2 separate regions of the Muntiacus reevesi genome follow, and region 2 is linked to region 1. Evidence: chromatin contacts called from public Hi-C data. All regions are on one chromosome and are shown on one strand. Each heading gives the region's core, a stretch centred on a gene start, on an enhancer-like site or on the middle of the called end of the contact. The rest is flanking DNA. Distances are from core to core; before and after follow the strand shown.

Region 1 (3,630 bases), core at 406-2,905:
GTGAAAACTACAACACTCCAAATAATGAAATTAAACCATGAAGATATCGCTCAGAAGAAACTAACAATGAGACTGCAAAGCATCAAACAGATTTTAGTTTTATATTATTCTTAAATTTGCTGCTCCTTTGATTCACACTTTACTTAGGAATGTAAAAATAAATAGTAATCACAATAAAGTGAAAAAAAAAAAACAACTAGCAAAACCCCCTCCTTGTCCATCTAATTCTCATACATGAAAGCATTAAGGTTTGTTACAGGATAAGTTGATGAATGCGTGCCAAGTCGCTTCAGTCCTGTCCAACTCTTTGCGACCCTATGGATAAGTTCATTCAACAACAATTGAGAATTCTTGATACAAAAAAGTGATCAAATAGTTTATGCCAAGTTTTAAAACAATTTAAAATTCTCAAAAGGCAGTAGAAAGTTCAAGATTTCAGTTTCTCAAAGACTTAATTTATTTTTGTTCCATCCTTTTCTATTGCCTTGTCTAAACAAATCATACATATTTATGACATTTCAATTAAACCTTTTCCACGAACACTAAAGGACCTCACCATGATCATTACTTCTACTTCACAACATAGTAAGAAACTATTATTAAAACTATCTGACAGCTAGGGAAACAGACACACAAGGGTGAAGTAACCTACCCAAACTCTGAGGCACTGGCAAACAGAAATGCACGTTCTACTTAACTCCCATGTTTTCTCGCAAATATTTCCTTTCATTCTCTCACTAGCACAACAAGCTAACACTCTAAGTAAACATAACCAGTAACTTTTCTAAAAATCGTTAAGTAGGAAGTTTTAATGAAACACAGACCCCTTCAACAGAGTACGGTTTAAGAATGAACACATTCCACAGTTAAAATGTTAGGTAAACTCCTGCCCTCTCCCAGATTTCTTTGGCGGAAACGTTCTCTCCCTACTGCGATCTCCCATTACTGTACTTGTTTCTCCTCCACGAAAGGAGACAATTTCACTCTATACTCCAATACAGAATCGCTCTAAAATAGGTTAGCTTTTACCAGCGTCCTGTTTTTTTTTAATGACAGCAGCCTTCCTGGCCTTCCGCGTAGTCATAGGCTCTGAAGGCAGCTGCCACTTTTCTCCAAACATCAATCGCAGCCTCCGGTTCCCAACCCCCGGGCCCTGGCGTCCTAGCTCTCTCCCCATCACCCTACCCCACCGCTGCCTCCCGCCCACTCCGCGCAGCGTCAGGAACTCATGCTCACCTCGGCCCCGGACAGGAAAGGGTGCGAGGGCCCTGTGATCGTCAGGTAATTGTCATTTCCTCCGGGAAACTGGAAACCAAAAGAAAGCCGCGGGGATAAGTTAGGGGAAGCAGGGAGTTAGCTCGGAGCGACGGATTCTGACCCAGACATTATGACAACACCCCCCAAACCCCGCTCTCTCTCCCCTCCCGTCTGCCGCCGCTCCGCCCGGCTTCCCACTTCGGCTTCAACCCCGTTAGCTGCGCTCTCTCGCCAGCCTTCTTAACGATCAGGAGCCTACCTCCATCTTCACACAACGGCTACCAGGATCTCAGTGGACTCATCACTCCCACCGCCCCTACAGAGGACACGGAACTGCCGTCACTTCCGCAACGTCGTGCGTCGCTCTCCGCTGATTGGAAGGAGCGCCTTGGGCTGTTGCGAGTCAGGCCCGGGAAGGCCGAGCGGACTGAAAGGCTAGCTACCGCCTCCTGGAGCTTGGTGGGATAATGGCATGTAGGAGTGTTAGAGGCGTCCCCGGAGGTGGTATCTGGGTATTACCGTCGCTCCGACCGAAACGGGATTTCGAGGGGGAGCAATAGAGACGTTAACTGGGCTAGAGGGGCCGGAGGTCGATAGATTGAGCGGCTAGAGAGGCCGGAGGTAAGTGGCCGTAGAAGTCGGGCGGACCCGGAATCCAGAGCAAAAGGGACCATGACTTATGCTTATCTCTTCAAGTACATCATCATCGGAGACACAGGTAACCCGCGGGCGACAATCCTCAAGCTGGCGCGGGGATCCGAAACACCCAAATCGGGGCTTGGGGGCGGGGCTCATTTAGTGGGCTGGGCGATTGAGTGAAGCGGGGGCGGGGCGGGCCGCCGGGGGCGGGGCTCGGGGCTCCCCTTCCCCAGAGCCCCCCTTCCCCAGTCCTGGACGCCCCGACACTGGTCTGTTCTCGCTGCCTAACTCCTAGCGCACGCGTCGTCTTCTTTCAGGTGTGGGGAAGTCATGTCTCCTCCTGCAGTTTACAGACAAGCGGTTCCAACCTGTCCACGACCTCACAATAGGTAAGCGCATATACCTCTCTTAGAATAGATTATGAAATCTGAATAAGTAGAAAGTTAGCAGCTTTAGTGTTCGGGGTAGAAAAGTTATGTCTCCCTATTTTGGGGTTAGTCCAAAGTTATGCTAAGTGAAGAGTGACTAAATGCTGAGAAATGGGCAGTAGTGTAATGGGGAGTAAGTAATTGAAAGGTGCCTAGATTTAGAGATGACCGTGAGGTATGGGTTAGTTGCCTTAGGATTTTTTTTAAAACAAATGTGATTTGTATGTTTATGTAAAATCCTATGAAAACATATGTTAATTAAAAAACTCGCCTTACTCTGCGGTAAATTAGTGTGAACCTCATTACTTTTTCAAAGTAATCACTACCGTATAGATTTTGTGTGTGTGTGTTGGAGAGGAGGAAGCAAATGGAAGAGCCATCCCAGACCTAGAATAAAAGGTACATGAAACTGGTAACTATATGATAATCATGAGTTTCAAAAACACTCTGGTAAAAAAAAAAAACAACAACAACAACACTCTGGTAATCGTGGGAAATGTGAACATCTTCCACAAATTTGTGATATGGGATGACCTATCACAATGGGTTGTTAGTGAATTTTAACAACCCATTCCCCATAATCTGCATAACTCCAACCCAAATAAAGATTATGTACATAAAACTAGTCTTCTTGCCATGCAGGTGCAGTTTCAGAATAAAATCCCTAGCTCCCATTCTTACTATATCGCCACTTCCAAGACCCACATTATTGAAATCTGAAGCTACTACTGATCCCACAATACTGATTCAGAGCCAAATAACTAAAGTGGTTAGAAAAGGATTTGGTATCAACAGGAAAATATTTTTGTAAATGACTATTGTGAACAACCACAATGTGCTAGGTGCTAAGTGATACATTGCTTAACAAGGCAAACGTGCCTACATTGAAGCTCCAGTGTAGGAGGTGAGGTGAGGCTGGGGGCAGATATCAATGAATAAATTACTATTGCAAAAGGGGATAAGAGGCTGCCACATCTATCAGGAAAAGCTGAAAATGGAAGCATGAGCAGGAACTAGCCAGGCAAAGGGGTTGTGGAGATGAGAGAAAAGTGATCAGGGCAAGAGGGAAGAACAGGTGCAAAGGCTCAGGATAACAGAGATCAGGCTAATTTGGAAAACTGAAAGTAATTTAATATGGCTTGACCATGGAATTTAAAGTGAAGAGTGACAAGAAGTAAGGGTAGAGAACATCTGGGTTGGGGTGGGGAAGGGGAGAGATGAAGTTTTGACACACCTAAAGGTAATGGGAGCAAGTGACAGGTTTCAATGTAACGGAATGAAGTGATCAATCAAGTTTCCCCAGAGT
Region 2 (3,630 bases), core at 650-3,149, 830 kb after region 1:
AGGTTCAATAGAGAGGCTTCTAGCTAAACCAGTCATCGTCCTCAGAGTTGAGTTTTTCAATTTCTTGTTGCTTCATCCATTTAAGACAGCCACACTTTGGGTTATGAAATGGGGGAAATTGAAGTGTGGTTCATGTGTTGTAAAATGTTGTAATTCATGTGTTGTAACAACCACATGAGGTTGAAGAAAGCTGGTCCCCAAAGGTTGGGTTTAGAGGTTACTGAGAGACCCTTAGGGTTCTGCTTTGGTTTCTTGAAAAGGATAAGGTAAAACCCTCACCTGAGGGTTTCTTCAGGGAAAGGAAGCCATTGAGAATTATTCTCTGTCAAGGAGCCCCTATGGTTAACAGATCTGCTAAAATGTTCCTGTTCAAAGCAGTCAGCTATTTCCCAAGAGTATGAGCTGAACCAACTTCCTTTGATCTCTGGGTACTCCCTTCTATGACAATGAGGTCTTTCCATTCCGCACTTGGTTAACTAAAGGAAATGAGTTACATTGTGAAACAAATTCTCTTTAAGGTGACTCACTTTTACTCTATCATCCACCATCAATCCCAGAGTAACAGTCTACTCACCCTGCATTCATATGATTAAGGAAATCCTTCTAAATAATTGCATAATAACTTTGTCCATCTGTACCTGCTCTACCCACAACAGAAAGAACCTTGAATCCTCAACAAAGTTGAAACAAAAAGTTCCTTTAAGCCACAGGAGGGGACTCTACACATTTCATTTCTGTCTGGCTACCCAGACAGAAATGGATGACCTTGATAGATTTGAAAAGTAGTCTTATTTGCTATGCAAGTAGAGGTTGGATGACTATGGATGAACAGGAGAATGGCTAGGTGGATTGGCTGTATGTTTTAACACAGGAGCTGCTTAAGATCTTTTCCTATGCTTGTTAGAATAAACTCTGTTAGCAGTCTCGTGGCTGGTGGTGAAGTTGAGACAAGTCTAAAGACTGTCTCTACGCCAAACACGAACAAAAATATCCTTGGACTTGATTGGTAACTCAGTCAAAACACTCTTATCACGCATATATGTTTACAACTGGGGGCCAGAAAACCGAGTAAAACGATGAGACACCCCTGTAGTGACAGAAACAGATTCATGTAAAGAAAATTTCACAATTTAACCGGTGACGCTAGAAGGGTGGATTCTGCAAGGCAGCTTTCTGGAGAAGCCGGTCTTGTGTCCTGTTCGAGGTGACTTCAGCGAGGAAGACTAGGGTAAACATCTTACCGTTTTAATCCATTTCTTCCTGGCATATCTTCACTCTGACTTTTCAGAGGTATTCCTTCGAGTAGAGCGGCTAACTGTTGCCTATCCTTTCTACTCTCGGTGCTCACAACAGCGCTCTCTTCCTCAGGCGTTCACCGCCTCTCTTTGAGCCACGCCCCCAGGTTCTGGGGCTAAGTTCGGGCCAATAAAGTTGCGCCCCAAGATCGCAGGCCCAGGAAGGGAATCCTCCAGCCAATGAGAGGCCAACCATAACCGCAAAGAGTAGAAAAGTCTTTTAGTGGTGTCTTCGGACCAATGAAGAGCAATGATTGTGCGCCGGCTCTGGGGGTACCAACAGATCACAGGCGGCTTCCTGAAACACGTGACCAGTGAGCTGAAGCAGCCCTGCCCCACCTCCTGGTCTGGAGGTAGCGCGATGGGCCACGCTTCCAATGGTTCGAAGAACTTCTCGTCACGTGCAGTTTTTGCAGGCCCAGCGGCGTCCTGAAAGTCATGTGACAGTTGACGTTGGCGCCAAGCTTCCCAATGGAAAACAAGAGCTGCCTTCACAGGACCAGAAATCGCTAAGTCTCCGCCAATAACAGCACGGCAGGGCGGGGATAGCCTATCACGTGCTGCGGGGCGGAACGGGGCGGGGCAGGCCACTGGTTGCGGGGCGAGCTGGGCGCGCGGCGCGCAGGCGCCCTGGGGACCCGGTAGCGGCGGCGGCGGCGGTGGCTGCGGTGACGGCGGAGGCGAAAAGAGCCGTATCTTTGGCCGAAGTGGGAGGCGGCGGTGGCGGTCATGGCGGCAGATGGAGAGCGATCCCCCCTGCTCTCCGAGCCCATCGACGGTGGCGCCGGTGGAAACGGATTAGTGGGGCCGGGCGGGAGTGGGGCTGGGCCCGGGGGAGGCCTGACCCCCTCCGCACCACCGTACGGAGCCGGTAAACATGCCCCGCCCCAGGGTAAGCCGGGGCGGGGTCCGAGGTGTTCCCAGGGGTACTCTGACAGGCGGAGGGGGCGGGGCCGAGGGCGGAGGCGGGGCCCAAGCGCCAGGTGCGGGGCTGTTGCACCTGTGACTGGGTGAGGCTTCCTTCTCTCTGCAATCGAGACCGCAGCTTGGGAGCAGAAGGGAGCTCTGAGGGGTCTGATGGAAGCACTGATCATAACAATCACGCTGAGCTTGTCAGAAGGGTTGAGGACCAGAAACAGTTGCCTTACTGCGTGTAGCATCAGTGGGGGTGTCTTCAAGTAATGCCAGCCCTTCTTTTTTCCTTCCTGTCCAGCATTTCCCCCGTTCCCCGAGGGACACCCGGCCGTGTTGCCTGGGGAAGACCCACCCCCCTATTCACCTTTGACCAGCCCGGACAGTGGGAGTGCTCCCATGATCACCTGCCGAGTCTGCCAGTCTCTCATCAACGTGGAAGGCAAGATGCATCAGCATGTAGTCAAATGTGGCGTCTGCAATGAAGCCACTGTGAGTTACACACATCTATGAAACGGGCCCTGTTTTCTGGATCCTCTTTCTAGTCCCTTGATTCTAGACCCAGACCTTCAGGCATTGGCCAAGGACCTTTCATGAAACCCAGGTTTCAGTTCCAGGAGTCTCACACACCATTTCCCCAGAAGCCACTCACCAGGCTAATATGTACCATTCCTCATCTTCATACCTGTCTTTATACTTAAGCTTAGTTTTAGCTTGTAAATCTCATGTTATATGCCTTTCATTTCTGCGTCCTGGCTAAGATTTTCTCTCTCTGATCTCTTCTCAGAAGGTGTTTTTGGGAGAACAGGGATTGGAATTAGAGATTTGCTTACTGATGTCCCCATTATTCTCTAGCCAATCAAGAATGCACCCCCAGGGAAAAAATATGTTCGATGTCCCTGCAACTGTCTCCTTATCTGCAAAGTGACTTCCCAGCGGATTGCCTGCCCTCGGCCCTACTGGTGAGGAGGAATAATTTGGGGAAGGGCATTAGTGGGGAAAATTGGAAAGCCTAAGAAGGATGAATGTTTACAGAGAATGTAAAGATGAGAGGGCCTGGTGTTTACTTAGGAGAAAAAGCTAAGGGCTGCTGTGTCTCTAGAACATTATAGCTATCTTTCTTGTCTCAGTAAAAAGGTTAGGATAAAAGACTACTCCATCTTTAGGAAGATGGAAAGTCTCAGAGACTGGGTGAATTATCCTGAGGTAAAAGGGACATTAGAGACCTTACATTTAAGCACTGCTTTTCCCACAAGTATTCTCTGGGGTAGGGCTGGCAGTGCAGAGAAGAAGCTGCTGCCAAGTCGCTTCAGTCGTGTCTGACTCTGTGCAACCCCACAGACGGCAGCCCACCAGGCTCTGCTGTCCCTGGAATTCTCCAGGCAAGAATGCTGGAGTGGGTTGCCATTTCCTTCTCCAATGC

Evidence for each region. Hi-C and Micro-C count contacts between places; a contact is called where the count stands out from the background.
Region 2: a Hi-C map of blood shows a contact between it and region 1, with 4 times the contacts expected there. The contact joins the promoter of PIP4P1 here to the promoter of TOX4 in region 1. A contact is called at or near these places in 2 of 3 Hi-C or Micro-C datasets (blood and muscle).

What each region holds. Positions count from the first base shown.
Region 1 is chr7:24,965,436-24,969,065 of mMunRee1.1, forward strand. TOX4 (TOX high mobility group box family member 4) reads right to left here and starts at 1,656. Exons shown (of 10, transcript XM_065941437.1): 1 at 1,517-1,656; 2 at 1,237-1,305. The coding sequence starts at 1,522. RAB2B (RAB2B, member RAS oncogene family) reads left to right here and starts at 1,728. Exons shown (of 8, transcript XM_065941439.1): 1 at 1,728-1,975; 2 at 2,214-2,285. The coding sequence starts at 1,930.
Region 2 is chr7:25,797,509-25,801,138 of mMunRee1.1, forward strand. PIP4P1 (phosphatidylinositol-4,5-bisphosphate 4-phosphatase 1) reads left to right here and starts at 1,900. Exons shown (of 7, transcript XM_065940753.1): 1 at 1,900-2,166; 2 at 2,509-2,699; 3 at 3,063-3,169. The coding sequence starts at 2,025.